Linked DNA regions of Mus musculus: regions 1, 2 and 3 are each linked to region 4. The links are chromatin contacts, called in public HiChIP or PLAC-seq maps. All regions are on one chromosome and are shown on one strand. The core of a region is the stretch at or near the end of the contact, and the rest is flanking DNA. Distances in the headings are between cores, read along the strand shown.

What was found. HiChIP or PLAC-seq counts read pairs in DNA pulled down with a chosen protein or histone mark.
Region 1: a contact with region 4 is called in an H3K27ac HiChIP or PLAC-seq map of extraembryonic endoderm stem cells, with 2.8 times the contacts expected there. The contact joins the enhancer-like site here to the promoter of Soat1 in region 4. A contact is called at or near these places in 12 of 39 promoter capture datasets (the 3T3-L1 cell line, 3T3-L1-derived adipocytes, the HPC-7 cell line and 7 more), 1 of 15 datasets of contacts at CTCF or cohesin (large pre-B cells), 10 of 484 Hi-C or Micro-C datasets (the 3T3-L1 cell line, the HL-1 cell line, the HPC-7 cell line and 3 more), 13 of 115 datasets of contacts at active chromatin or transcription factors (the HPC-7 cell line, the SCID.adh cell line, T-cell acute lymphoblastic leukemia and 9 more) and 2 of 9 other capture datasets (adipose tissue and embryonic stem cells).
Region 2: a contact with region 4 is called in an H3K27ac HiChIP or PLAC-seq map of the HPC-7 cell line, with 8 times the contacts expected there. The contact joins the enhancer-like site here to the promoter of Soat1 in region 4. A contact is called at or near these places in 5 of 39 promoter capture datasets (the 3T3-L1 cell line, 3T3-L1-derived adipocytes, the HPC-7 cell line and 2 more), 2 of 484 Hi-C or Micro-C datasets (the G1E-ER4 cell line and granulosa cells), 4 of 115 datasets of contacts at active chromatin or transcription factors (the HPC-7 cell line, embryonic hindbrain, embryonic stem cells and 1 more) and 2 of 9 other capture datasets (adipose tissue and pancreatic islet).
Region 3: an HNF4G HiChIP or PLAC-seq map of pancreatic cancer cells shows a contact between it and region 4. The contact joins the enhancer-like site here to the promoter of Soat1 in region 4. A contact is called at or near these places in 4 of 39 promoter capture datasets (the 3T3-L1 cell line, the HPC-7 cell line, embryonic stem cells and 1 more), 3 of 484 Hi-C or Micro-C datasets (embryonic stem cells and muscle stem cells) and 2 of 115 datasets of contacts at active chromatin or transcription factors (the HPC-7 cell line and pancreatic cancer cells).

The regions. Positions count from the first base shown.
Region 1 is chr1:156,256,764-156,260,380 of GRCm38.p6, forward strand. Tdrd5 (tudor domain containing 5) reads right to left here. Exons shown (of 18, transcript NM_001134741.1): 17 at 2,968-3,172. Among named protein-coding and RNA genes, the nearest start is that of Tdrd5, 45 kb to the right of the region's middle. Within about 2 kb of position 2,103, at least 2 of the 459 cell types and tissues checked have an H3K27ac peak or open chromatin away from gene starts, as enhancers often do. A contact at or near this core is called in extraembryonic endoderm stem cells, where this site is marked.
Region 2 is chr1:156,282,444-156,285,930 of GRCm38.p6, forward strand. It overlaps Tdrd5 (tudor domain containing 5), which reads right to left. Exons shown (of 18, transcript NM_001134741.1): 8 at 2,943-3,151; 9 at 1,822-2,042. Among named protein-coding and RNA genes, the nearest start is that of Tdrd5, 19 kb to the right of the region's middle. Within about 2 kb of position 1,973, at least 23 of the 459 cell types and tissues checked have an H3K27ac peak or open chromatin away from gene starts, as enhancers often do. A contact at or near this core is called in the G1E-ER4 cell line and the HPC-7 cell line, where this site is marked.
Region 3 is chr1:156,221,303-156,224,534 of GRCm38.p6, forward strand. Gm30472 (a long non-coding RNA gene) reads left to right here. Exons shown (of 3, transcript XR_865656.1): 2 at 1,983-2,263; 3 at 2,609-2,645. Among named protein-coding and RNA genes, the nearest start is that of Gm30472, 9.8 kb to the left of the region's middle. Within about 2 kb of position 1,574, at least 66 of the 459 cell types and tissues checked have an H3K27ac peak or open chromatin away from gene starts, as enhancers often do. A contact at or near this core is called in muscle stem cells and pancreatic cancer cells, where this site is marked.
Region 4 is chr1:156,472,298-156,475,921 of GRCm38.p6, forward strand. It overlaps Soat1 (sterol O-acyltransferase 1), which reads right to left and starts at 2,031. Exons shown (of 16, transcript NM_009230.3): 1 at 1,851-2,031.

The sequences.
Region 1 (3,617 bases), core at 853-3,352, 220 kb before region 4:
AAAATTCATTCAATTTTTAAAAAATGAAATTCATCAATAAACATTTGAATGCAATTCAATCCAAAGAGACACTAATTTGATACTTAGATGGTAATAAAGGACAACTGGAAAATAGGAAATTTAAGTCTTTTAAATCTTTGTTTTCTATAACTGAACCATTATGCTGTATTGGTTTTTGTTTGAATACAGGGTATCACAGGGTAAGTACTACCCCTGGAACCCATTCTGTAGAGCCTCTGGTCCTCCTCCCATGTCTATTTCTGAGGCAAGCGCTCTATTAACTGAGTGCCATCCAGCTCCTAGCCCCCACCTGTTTGGGGAAATCATTATGTTTCTAAAGGAACAGAAAACTTTGTACAATAAAAGCATTGAGATTGATGACAACCTCATCTAAAGTATGAGCCAAGGTGCTTCAGATAGCATTTGTTGGCCAGGTTATGTTGAACGGCATGTCAGAATACAGAGTGCTCAGGACAAAGGCTGAAGTTTAGCACTGTGAGGCAGCATGTGGGAGCCCACCACAAGTACCCTGGATTGATTAAGAGTTTGATTTGAGGGGCTAAAGAGATGGCTCAGTACTTAAGAGCACTGGCTGCTCTTCCAGAGGCCATGAATTCTATTACTAGTGCCCATGGGGCAGCGTTTACAACCGTAGCCTCATGGGATCCAGTGTCCTCTTCAGGTGTGCAGACAAAATACCCATATACATCAAGTACATAAATGAATAAATCTTTAAAAGGTTTGAATTGAGTTTTGGTGGTTGTGTGTTCAAAGCACTTTACTACTGTATATTTTTGCCCCTCACAGATTTAAGAAGCTGACTCCTAGGCCAGTGCTGCAGTAGGTAGCATCCTACTGTAAGAGAAGAACTGTCATGTTCTGGGGCAGAGTAAACTAACTTGGCTTTATTCCACAAAGTCCTGCTTCAGTGGGGCGTACTGGGCATGCACCTATCATCTCAGCACTTCTGAGAGTAAGGAGGTTAGCAACTTCCAGGAACGTCTCAACCATGTAGCAAGGTTCAGTCCAGCATGGGTCACAGAGCAAGGGGAAACCAAAAACCAAACCAACCAACCTGCTTTAAAAGTTTCAGGTGAATTTAAATCTGGGCAGCAGTGTAGTCGGTTTGACATCCTGACAGTCAACCACTGCAAGCAACTGATAGATGGACACTGCTATCTTCAAAACAGAAATTCAATAACTTCAGAGAAAAATAAGTCAATCCCTTTTATCTTTGTGTATGTTAAGCACATAATACGTGATCTATTTTCCCTGATACTTGTGATAAGTTTTGTCACAGAAGATTTGACAGCGTGTTCTAAAAAGTAATATTCTGACCATAAAATTATGAGTAGTGCCCAGTTGAGAGAAAAAGACATAAGTATAATACAATGGTTACGTGGCTGCATAGAGAACTGTGGTGTAGATCGGGAATCGTGTCTGCTCCCCGTCTGCCTTGCATGGTTAGAAAACTGGACAAGCATCCGGAACAGAGCGTCTGCTGGGACCTGGGCCGTGGGAGAGCAGCTCCTAAGGAAATGCTAAGGTGTGTGAAACCAATGCCGAGAAGTGCAACTACTGCCTCCCGTCCCTAAAGACAGACAACATAAGATCCAGTGTCTGATGGCCAAGGACGCAGTGTTATAGGGTGTGGTTCTGATGCTTCCATTCAATCGGCATCTGCGTGTCCAGACACTCAAGGTCCTTGTCCCCAGCTGTTTTTTGATTATCAATAAAGACGCCAGAAGCCAATGGTTGGGCCCAGGGTGGGCTGCTTACAGTTGTGTGGGCAGGTCACAGGGAGGAACGGGGGGCGGGGGGGGGACATAACAGACTCAGAGATTCAGAGATCATCCAGAATGTAGGTGGAAAGGGAAAACAGCCCACAGAAGGGCAAGCCAGAAACATCTTGGTCAGCACAAACCAATGGGCATCACATAAGGTAACTGGGCAGCAAAGTTAAAGGTAGATTTGGAAGGTGTTTAGCCAGAAGTACTGGAGGGAAGGGCACAGTAGCTGCAGAAGGTTTAGAAGTGCCACTGAGCCAGCAAGGCATGTTAAAGATAAGCTAGTGTGTGTCTGTGTGTCTTTCATCTGCAGATCCTAAGAGACCCTGGGTGGGTGGCTGGTAGTGCGGTCCACCCAGAGCATAAAGCAGGGTAGATAAAACTACACACAACAAAGTCTGACTTGGAATCAGGAGACAATGACAAAGAAATCAAGACAGGACACAGACAGTAATTTTCAGAAAGAATCACAAAAATAAATACACCAAGTCAGGTGCTGGGACATTATATAGTCAAGAGGAAGAGAGAAACAACTGAAAAACAAAAGACTCCAAACAAAACTAGAGATAAAGAACAGAGCATCTGAGATCAGAGTACACACAGGACAGACACCACCCACAGTGAGCAGCACTGAGAATAAACAACTATCAAGTCAATATCAGGACAAAGTGGCCCAGTGCATGTGTGATCAGAGTCTTTAAAAAGGAGGACCAACAGGTAGTTTAAAAAGTTTCGCATGCAGTGGACATATGCCCTAGCAAAGTCACTTCCAAATAAATAGCCAACAGAAACAAAACTCTACAATATGAAGATAAAGGAAGGTGCCAGACAAGAAAACTACCTACTATGTAACAGGCACGGCGACATGCCAGAGGCCAGCATGCTAATGTCCGGACTAACTGCAAAGGGGCACAGGAAACTTGTCTGGCTAATGGAAACACTGACATTTGCCAAAACTCACAGAACCATGTACTTGAAACTTTATATAAATGTAAAGCCCCTGCAAAAGCTGAAAGAAAGCGGCAACATTAGAGAAACCTGAGCTCACACCAAGACGATCTTGGAGAGAATGGCAGCACCAGCCACCTTTCAAGGTATGTTCTCAAAGCAATGAAGGTTTTAGCAACATGACAAACTTCCGACTTGTCAACTGAGCATGCATAAGGACACATAAACATACCAGAGCCAGAGTGGTTTTCTGGAGAGTCACCCACTGCAGGGGTTGAACTGAGTGCTTTTGAGGCTGCCCGTCCGGCATGAGTCTGAATGCTGGCAGGTTCAGACTGGCTCCTCTCTGCGGACTGCTGAGACTTGATCAGAGAGATGTAGAACTCTTCCAGTTTGGGCAGTGTGGAAGAATCCAAAGGATACTGTAAATCTGGCTGCTGCAAAATGGGAGAAATTGGGTGAAGGCATGGAAAGTGACACCTTTTATGCTTCCTTACTTAGATTTCAGTTAAAAAGTAAAACTCTAGAAAAAGCACTCTTCTATGTTTTAATGAGTATCAAAATTCAACCTAAGAGGTCTTTATTGCTATTTCTATGAACAAGTATGGTACTGAGGGCTACCCTTCTTCCCGCCATTGACCAGTGTTAAATACACACACAGCAGGACAATGCAGGACCCTTATCATCCAGTGTTAAGTAACACCAACATTGAAGCACTCAAATTGCTGGCAAAAATGCAAACAGATTCAGCCGCTGTGGAAAACAGCCTGGCAGTTTCTCAAAATGTTAAACACAGAGTTATTACATATTTATCAGATTATCTGTCTAAGAGACACAGACACTTCAGCAAAGAGTAAAAGGGCAGGACAGATCTCTACAGAC
Region 2 (3,487 bases), core at 723-3,222, 190 kb before region 4:
ATACCCTCTTCTGGTGCGTCTGAAGACAGCTACAGTGTACTTACATGTAATAAATAAATCTTTAAAAAAAAAAAAAGAAAAGAAAAGAAAAAAAAAAAAAAAGAAAAGAAAAAGAATGCCCTTGAAGCCAAAGCCAGGATTGGTGACCCACACCTTGAGTTCCAAGATAGTTAGGGCTATACAGAGAAACCCTGTCTTAAAAAAAAAAAAAATCAAATCCTTGATAAGGCAGTACAAGTCAATTATTATCTATTGACAAAAAACAAAAAACAAAAAACCTGAAGTACATACACAGTATTTTCCAAGAATCCCAAGGAAAAGCACTTTGTATTTGAATTATGACCTAAACTAGCCTTTGGTGGGGACCCAAATGTCGCTTGCAGGAACTGGAATGATTGCTTAGTGGTTAAAGGGCATGTACTATTTCTTTTGCAGAGGACCCAAGTTCTGTTCCCAGCACCCACATCAGGCAGCTCCCAAGCACTGTAGCTACAGCTCCGGGGGATCTGGGATCTTCTGACTTCCATGGGCACGTGTAGTCACACGCACACACTCCCACACAGACACATAACAGAATCATCTTTTAAAAATAACAACCAAGGGGGCTGGTGAGATGGCTCAGTGTGTAAGAGCACCCGACTGCTCTTCTGAAGGTCCAGAGTTCAAATCCCAGCAACCACATGGTGGCTCACAACCATCTGTAACAAGATCTGACGCTCTCTTCTGGAGTGTCTGAAGACAGCTACAGTCTACTTACATATAATAAATAAATAAATCTTTAAAAAAAAAATAACAACCAAGCCAAGCAGGGCAGCACACACCTTAAATGCCAGTACTTTGGGGGGTAGAGGTAAGAGGGTATCTGTGAGCTTGAGGCCAGCCTGGTCTACATGGTGAGACCCTGTCTCCAAAAACAAAACAACAACAATAAAAAAAAGTAGTTGATTTTCTTTCTTTTGTTTTTTTGTTTTTTTTGTTTTTCGAGGCAGGGTTTCTCTGTGTAGCTCTGGGTGTCCTGGAACTCACTCTGTAGACCAGGCTAACCTCGAACTCAGAAATCCACCTGCCTCTGCATCCCAAGTGCTGGGATTAAAGGCGTGCCACCACCCGGCAGTAGTTGATTTTCAATGTAATACCATTTGCATTAAAACTACTAATGTGATGATAAAGATTACACTTTACTTTAAAGTTTAAAATTCCTATGCTTAAAAAAAACTACAAAACAAACAACGTGCCTCTAACCTATAAATTCTACTTGCCCAAGGACAGACAACTTCCAGACTGCCAGGGGTTATTCTTGTAATTGCCTGCTCTTGTATTTTAAAGATAACAAGTGTTTTCGCTTCTCTAGACAAGCTTGCTTGCCCCTGGCTGCACATAGGAAGGGTCTGTGTCTGACTGCACATGGGCTGAATGTGTGCCGATTCCAGGTAGGCAGGAGGTAGGTACACCACTATGTGCTCTTGCCCTTGATTACACAAAGGCAGGAAGTCACATAGATACATACAGATACATAGAGAGTTTGGTACAACTCATAGTTTGAGTATCTACAAAGGGATTTGGAATATACTTGGTATATCGATATGAAGGACTATTGCACATGCTTGGATTAGAAAAATATAGCTATTTTTCATGAAAATGTTATTTATCATACCTCACATGGATTTTTAAAACAGGTATTTTAATTTTTGCAGTTTAAGTTTCTGTCTGATAAGCATCAGTAAGCAAAAGCTTTTTGTTAGTTTAGGAGTCCCAAGACCAACTCATCTGAGAACTCCTGATTAAAGCTAAGCTGGAACAGTGAGGGCAGGAGGCGCCTACCGCATTTCAATCATCATGTCTTCAAGTAGTTCTGAGGAATCTCTGCTGTAGATCCGGATGTAGAACTGACTAGGGGAGATTATATACTCCACGAAGACCCCCACAAGGGTGCTGGTATCTAATGGAGGAAGTCTGCACAATTTCTTGGCACGCACAGCGTCTGGTGGGATATCGTGGTTTGCCACTGACAGGCTGAGCTGCGGTTTGTTTGTTTCTACCTGCTACAGGGAAGGCAGGGAGAGAAAGAAACCGTAGAAAGACATTAAAGGGACATTTCAAATCCCTCAAACTCTTTCACGAATCAGCCTTATTGCAGTCCCTGGGCTCAAGGCAGATTCATGACTGAGAATGCTTTAGAATGCTAAAATACCATTTACAGCCACCACTTAAAGACATCCTTCAAGTACTCCATTATGGAAATATTGGCCAAAAAGTTAAGAGTGTTAGGCAAGTGTCCCCAAGAAAAAGGGGAGACATTCAGGTGGAGTACGGCAGGTCCTCCTACCTAACCCTACCCTTAGTCAAGGGTAACTTTAGTAGATGGATCTTAGGGACTTTTCCATCAAAAGGTTTTGCAGCACTTTCATCCTAACACTTGCTCTTTCCTCTAGGCCTTCTTCCTATTGTCCTGAAGAAAAAAACAGCAGGCTCTTAAACTGCTCATCCCAGTGAAGAGCCTGTTAGAGTGAGGAACAAAAAAGTCACAAGCAGAGACGCAAACACAGAAAGAACCGTGGGAGGCTGTCATGAAGGAGAAGAGTTAAGTAAACAACAGAGGAACAGGGAACAGGGCCAGGGCCGAGGCTGGGCCAAAGCAGGCTCTGCACCCTCTAAAGCCCCAGGCTTTCCAGCCTCGACCTTAAGGCTCACTAATAGAGACATTTACAGTGCTGTCAGGGAACTTACATTTCAGGCACCCAAAAAACTTTAACACCACGAGTGTGGGAAATGAAAAAACAGAAAAATGCCACAAAAAAGAACTGGTCTTTTCCAAGGACAGGTGTCCCTAGATTTATTTTTTTTTCTAGCGAGCACCTGGTTTAAAGAGGCATTCACTCGGTTACTGAGCCTCCTACACAATGTAACGCAATGTAACACAATGTAACACACTACCCACTCACCAGCTGCAGAGGCTTGACCACCAGATTAGGCTTCTTGTATATCTTCTGTTCTGGCTCCTTCTGGTTCTTCAAAGGGCAATCCCACGTGGTCTTCTTAACTGCTACAGTGGATAGTGAATTTCTGGAGAGACTGGAAGTCCAAGGGTTAGCTTCTGTTTTCTTGTCTGGTTGAACTAAACACGAATTTCTGACTGATGAAAGCGGTCCACCTGAAACAGTCAGAGTGGTTACAGTGTGGGACCACTGCCCCTGAGTGGGCCGTGTGCCAGGCACCAGGAAGGGACACTGGCAAGGGGAACTTGTCCCTGGAAACCTTGCAGATGGAGAGACACCAGGGATGACGCACTAAAAGAGGAACAAACTGTAAAATTCTCACACTGGGGAAACAGGAGCCGAAATAATTTCTCAAACTCTGGTGAGTGACTGTCTCAACACCTGATCTCCAATTTCTTCTTCTAACTAACCAACAGACAGTTATTTAACACACATACTCTTTAATATTCAATAATATGATGCCTTAACTCTTAGAGAATTCCTCAATCAAC
Region 3 (3,232 bases), core at 324-2,823, 250 kb before region 4:
AAAGGCCCTAATGTAAGCCAAAGAAACATTTCTTTCATCTTCTTGTAGGGTGCCAGTTTCTACTTTATACCAAATGCACAGAAGGGGAGGCATGCAGGAGGCCTCTTCCTTCTGAGAAACTTATTGCCAGTCCTGAGGCAAGAGTCAAAGTGTTACTTCTGACTCAGCAAAGCTACCTAGGGGACTAGACAAGAAGCCAAGTCAGCAGGGACAGCTGCCACCTTTGACCTTTGTGCCCGAGCTGATGTCTTCACTTACGTTAGGTGGGGGCTTGTTTCTACCAGCACCATTCCATGCTCTCAGGAGAGGAAACCCATTGCTTAGCCCTGGTGTGCTGCTGCTGTGGCTGACTGCACATGGCATCCTGACAGCTTCCACCAGAGGCTGTCACCACCCTGGGAGGACAGAGGGTCTCCTGTGGCATGTGAGGGGACCAGCCCAGAGAGGTACTGAGTTACAGTCCTGCTCTTTGGAACCCACGGCCCGTCATTTTTTATACCAATCTCAAGCACTGCCCTTATTTCAGCCAGGGCTGATGGAAGGCCAGGCCCCAAAGGTAGGAGGCTGATGCTCAGACCTCCTAATGGAGCTTGACAGCAGCAAGATTAAAAAGCAGGAGCGCAGCACCCCGAAGCAGTGCGGGGAAGCACCCACTCGCCGCCTCTCCCTCTATCAGCACTTTGGTTCAGAGAGCTGAACCATAAAGATTAATCTTTTCATAGAAACAGAGGTTGGAAGAAAAAAAAAAGAGGAAAGAATGGGAATGGGGCTGAAAGCACTCTGAGAACAGGAAAGGAGGACAGAGGTGAACTTTGCTGGGCACTTCCAGGAGCTGCGAGCTCAGCTGTCTCCACAGCAAACCCCTGTTGGAGGCGGAGATGGGAGATCTCCGTATGCAAGGAGTGACAGGGGCAGTGGTGTTACAATGCCAGTCCTACCCATCTGTAAAACCAGGCCAGCTCAGGAAGAAGCCACTGTGGCTCCACAGCAAGAGACAAATGTTAAAGGCACGGGAGACTCCTTCTCAGACCTGCCCAGCCTGGTGACTCTCTCTCCATCATGTCCTCAGCCCAATGCCCCCCACCTCCCCGTGCCCACTGCTTGCACCGCCCTGGATTGTGACTACTTTGTCTTTGTACTGAATGGACTTTCACCTGGCTGGCTCTTGTGATCCATGCAGCAATGGATTAAAATGAAACTGGAATGTCTACATCCCATACTCATCCGAAGGGAATTCAGAGAAGCTGGAGGGTGGAGATCTGAATACAGTTGACTGAATAAGCCACAACCATTTGAAACAAGTGAGTTTCAACGCAAAGCAGTAACCGATGGGAATGTGTACTGAACACATGCACTAGTGCACACAGACACACACCGTAGAGCATTCCATTAGCAGAGATCATCGGAGGGATTTGAGGAACAAATATATTTCAAGGAAGAGAAACCACGGGATCTCAGGATGCTGGCAGGAAGAGAAACAGACACCCCTCCCCCCATCCCAGCCCTGGTGCCCTGGAGATGAGAAAGGAATGCCTTCCTGGAACTACAGCTGGCCAACTGCGCACAAACTGATAAGCGTGTGAGAGGACTTGCTAGTGTGCTCTGTTCGGCCTTGTGTTTTGAGATGGGGCCTAACTCTGGGTCCCAGACTGCCTGAGAACTTGTTCTAATCGTCCAGCCTCATTCATCTCTCACCAGTACTGGGATTATGGAAATAAGCTGGCATGCCTGACATGCTAATCCAATTCTCCAACAGGTCTTCCATACTACACAAAAGTCCAGGTCTTGAAACAATAGTGGCTTAAGGACAAAAGCCATTTAACTCTCCCCTCTACTAGAGCAGCTGACCTCTTTGACTGCTTTGTCATTCTATCCTTGTGGCAAAGTCTTGGCCACCTGTGTGCTCTAGGTAGTGGCATCTCACAGACAAACCCACAAAAAGCAAACAGTCACATAAGTATGTCTTTCTAAAATTGTCACAGGATGGATGGAAATGCAAGAAAACCTCCCTGGAGACCAGAAGTTGCCTGAGTACTCTCACGTGGGTCCTGTGATAGGCCTGAAGATGGGCCAGAAGCAGCAGAGAGAAGGAGAGAGGCTGGATGCTGCTGGAAGCCTGGTCCATGACAGCATCCTCCAAAGCACTCTTCAGGCTAAAATGAGCTTCATCCAGCCTCATCTTGCCAGTAACAAATACATCCGACAGCCAGTTGACTGTTGTAATTCCTGGAAGAGGAACTTTGGTGGTCTGTCTTGGCCAAAGGTACCACGGGAAGTGTGAATATGTCTGTGCACTTGTGGCAGAGTGAGGCAGGCCCGGGGCTCAGGAGTTCTCTGTGCCATTTTGGCCGACCTGCACAGCAACACTCCAGTACCTGTCCCGCTGCCCTACCTACCCCTAGGAAAAGCTGTAGAGTCAGTTGCCTAACACCATCCCATTTCCAATCCCTTCTTCAACCTTCTTCCTCAAGTTCCTATCTCTACCGTCCATCCCAGGTCCCCAGTATTTTTCTTGCAGGGGTCACATGCCACATTGCTGTGTATCATTTAGTCTGCACTTCACATTTTGTCAAGCATTTGATAAAGTTGATTGTGGTCTCTGTTCTAGATGGCTGTACTGGCTGGTTTTGTGTGTCAACATGACACAGGCTGGAGTTATCACAGAGAAAGGAGCTACATTTGGGGAAGTGCCTCCATGAGATCCAACTGTGGGGCATTTTCTCAGTTGGTGACCAAGGGGGGCAGGCCCATTGTGGGTAGTACCATCTCTGGCCTGATAGTTTTGGGTTCTATAAGAGAGCAAGCTGAGCAATCCAGAGGAAGCAAGCCAGTGAGTAATATCGCTCCATGGCCTCTGCATCAGCTCCTGCTTCCTGACCTGCTTGAGTTCCAGTCCTGACTTCCTTTGGTGATGAACAGCAATGTGGAAGTGTAAGCTGAATAAACCCTTTCCTCCCCAATTTGATTCTTGGTCATGATGTTCGTGCAGGAATAGAAACCCCGACTAAGAGAAGAATCTTCTAAGTTGAGGCTCTCTCTTCCCAAATGGCTCTAAGTTGTGTCAAGCGACACAATTTCACAACTGTTTTATTAGAAATTGCCATTCATGAATCTGAAAATGTTTCTCTTGCAAAACCTGACACTTCCCAACAATCCTATAGTCTTGGAGAAATCCAGATTTTAGTACACCTAGCTCTAGTTCCTGGCCACAGATGCAAACCTATTTTCTACA
Region 4 (3,624 bases), core at 781-3,280:
GGGCTCCATGAGATCCTGCCCACAGAAAGAAGGGAAGGACAGGGGGAAGGGAGGGAGGGAGAGAGGGGAGGAAATTAACAGTCCAAAGCATAATGTGTACATTTTTAGGGGGTGTTTTGGTTTGGTTTGGGGGGGGGGTGGGAGAGGCTTTTGTAGGTTTTTTGGTTGGTTGGTTGGTTGGTTGGTTTGGTTTTTCAAGACAAGGTTTCTTCTCTGTATAGCCTGGCTGTCCTTGAACTCACCTGGCAACCCTACAACTTTTTCAAGAAGCTAACAGAACAGGGTCAATTAACAAGACTAAAGAATATGAGTACTTGAGCAAATTTTATATACATCTGAGTTTACTTTACTTACAAATGACTAAATATAACTAGTTATCCAACACGGCGGGGGGGGGACGGACACAATTCTAAGAGTCCTGTCTGACAAATGAAACTTCCATAGGAAACAGGCACTCACTCCTATGTTAAGGCCTAAAGTTAATGTTTTTTCTCAAAGTTCCTTTTTTGACACCCCCCCCACACTCTTATTTAGTTCTATTCCTGCAAGATACTGAGAAGACACAGAAAAGATAGACTAACCTCGTGAAATTCACTATAAAACAAAGCATCTATTTACTACAGATGATTCCTGCTGGTAAGGAGACTTCAGAATGCTAACAGGCTCAGACTGACCAGTGGCTCCCACCGGGAAGTGATCTTTGATTTGAGGAATGCTTAGGGGGCGGCGGAAGAAGGGGAATAAGGCCCCCGGGGAAAATGGTCCAGGAGATAAGAAGCAGCTTTCCAGGCACAAGGAAGGAGAGCTAGAGCCTGAAGAACCCGCCCAGCCTTTAAGATAGCAGGAGCTCAGGCGCCTAGAGCTGGGTCTGAGTCCTGAAAGAACGTGAAACCCCTGACCAGTTCCAAGCACGTGACAAGCTAAGCCGTGTGCTTCTCCACGTTTCCTCTCCTTACTCTTCACAGCATCAGAGCTCTTCGCAAGCCCCACTCCTGTGCCGCCTGAGCTGGCTTTTCAAAAAACCAAGTCATTTATATTTCCCAGTTGAAAGCAAACAAAAGAAAAAGAAGTATTCAAGTTGGATTCTGCATTCTTGAAGAAGGCAAGAAGTTTGGGGGGGCGGGGGAGACACAGTGGCAACTACTTAAGTATTACAGTGACCAAGGAGTTTTATATAAAATGCAGAGACTGGAGCTTACAACAATGTCTCCTCCCAAAAAACCGCTGAATATATATATTGCTTAAGTTACGTGTCTATTAGCACTTAAGATCAAAGACAGACACTTAATCCCCCCCCACCCCCCCGCTACTTAAAAACAGAATATGAGCTTGAAACAGGTTTTTCCCTGGCCCATATAGAGTCTGGTGCCTGGTAGTGCCATCTTTCCCTTCATATATATATACATTTCCTCCGCCCACATCAAAAAAAAAAAAAAAAGAAAATAAGAAAAAAAAAGAAAGAAAGAAAGAAAGAAAGCTGATTTCCTGAGCGGTTTTTTTTTTTTTTTAATGTCGCTTTTCAAAGAGTGCAATGACTTCTAATTCTCAACTTTCTTCACTACTGACTGGCTTGAGAGACGCCACATGATTCGGAGGGGACATCAAACCATCACTAATAATGAAAAGGCTGCCAGTCATCGGATGCATTGGATGGCTGCGGGTAACTTTCCCGCTCTCCCCTCCAAACTCAGCGGGACCCTCCCCAGGCAGCAGACAGCGTCCGGGTGGGACAGTCCGGCCCAGGCCAGGCCCGCAGAGCCGGAGCGGCGCCGCCACCGCAGTCCCCTTCTTCTCGGGCTCAGGGTGGACCTGGTCAGGAAAGGAGGAGGGGAGCGGAAGCTTGAGGTTACCTGCGAGCGGAGGGCAGCTGCGGCGGTCTAGGCGGTAGGCTGGGCGGCCGCAGGACGGTCGGAGACTAGGATGTCCCTTCGCCGGCCCGCTACGCCGCCAGCCGGGCTACGGAGGAAGATAAAGCGCAGGCCCCCACCCCCGTTCTCCGCCCCAACCTCCCAGCCCGCGGCTGCGTCACGCGCATCGCCCCGAGCTCCGGGATGCCATTGGTGGTCCTGCGGCGTCCGGCAACGCCCACTGCCACGCCCCCTCCCATATCTAGGGTACCCACTGGGCTTCTCTAGCTACCTGGCTTTCTGGCTCCACCCCAACTCTCCTCCAGTGTGGCTACGAGGAGGCCAAGTCAACTTCCTTAGAGTTTGAAAAGGCAGCCTGCGAGATGGGACAAGGCGGAGTCTGATACTGACCGTTAAGGAATAAGACAGAAGCAGTGGCAAAAAAACCTGTCATAAGTTGCTTTGTGGTCTAAATTCTACTTGACTCAGTCTGTCCTTCAACAACACACAACTTAGATAAGACAGAAGTGAGTCACTTGAAATTATGGGACAATCAAGTAATTTAAAAAGCATCCTTGGGAACTAAATAATCAAAAAAAAAAAAAAAAGATACAGATAGATTTAGGACATAGGTAAAGAAAGCAGATTAGGCCTTGGATTTCTCAAAAGCAAAGATGTGAATGAATTTAGGGTAAAGGTGGGTAAAAGAGAAAATTAAACAGACTGGAGAGATACTGTCGGCCTGCAAAACAGTGTCAGCTAAACTGGCTTCGTTAATCTTTCAGTCAGTCCCTAATCTGTCCAGCTGACCATTCCTTTCCTAGTCAAATACCCTAAACAATGCCTGAGGCTTGCATGAATTGCCTGCTCTGGAGATCTTTCACAAAAGGAGTTCCCCTGTTAGCCCATAGCAGGCAACACTGCTCGCCTTAGAGCAGCTGGGCTCTGCACAGGTGTGCCCAGTTTTTGCCCTCTCTGGGACAACTGTGTTTAATGGTTCTGTCAACAGTTTGGTGATAGCATTTGGAAGCACTCAACTGCCTTTGCTTCCACCTCCTCCTATCCCACCAGTTAGAACATTTGGGACTAAAAATTCACTTCTATTGGGACTCTTGGTAGAGACACTTGCCTATTCACTGTTCCATTTAGTCAGTTAAAAATAAAAATACAGAGCTGGTATACAGCTCCTGAGCTTGGTGATGCACATATTTAATCCCAGCAGCTGGGAGGCAGAGGCAGGTGGATCTCTGTGATTTGGAAGCCAGCCTGGTCCACATAGTGAGTTCCAAGACAGCCAGGGCTTTGCAAAGAGACCCTGTAGGTAAATAGGTAGGTAGGTAGGTAGGTAGGTAGGTAGGTAGGGTAGATAGAAAGGAAGAAAGAAAGAAAGAAAGAAAGAAAGAAAGAAAGAAAGAAAGAAAGAAAGAAAGAAAGAAAGAAAGAAAGGAAGGAAGGAAGGAAGGAAGGAAGATAGAAAGAAGATGAAGTAGGAAGAACAGAAGTTCAATTTTGCAGGCCGACAGTGTCTCTCCAGTCCGTTTAGCTTTCTCTTTCACCCACCTTTACCCTAAATTCACTCATATCTTTGCTTTTGAGAAGTCCAAGGCCTAAACTGCTTTATCTATGTCCTAAATCAATCCAAATCATCTTTTGATTATTTAGTCCCAAGGACACTTTTTAAATGACTTGAATGTCCCGTTACTTCAAGGCACGAGTCAAGGCACAACCATGAATTAAAACAGAAGCAGCCACCGGGAGAAAAATAAGACAATTGCAA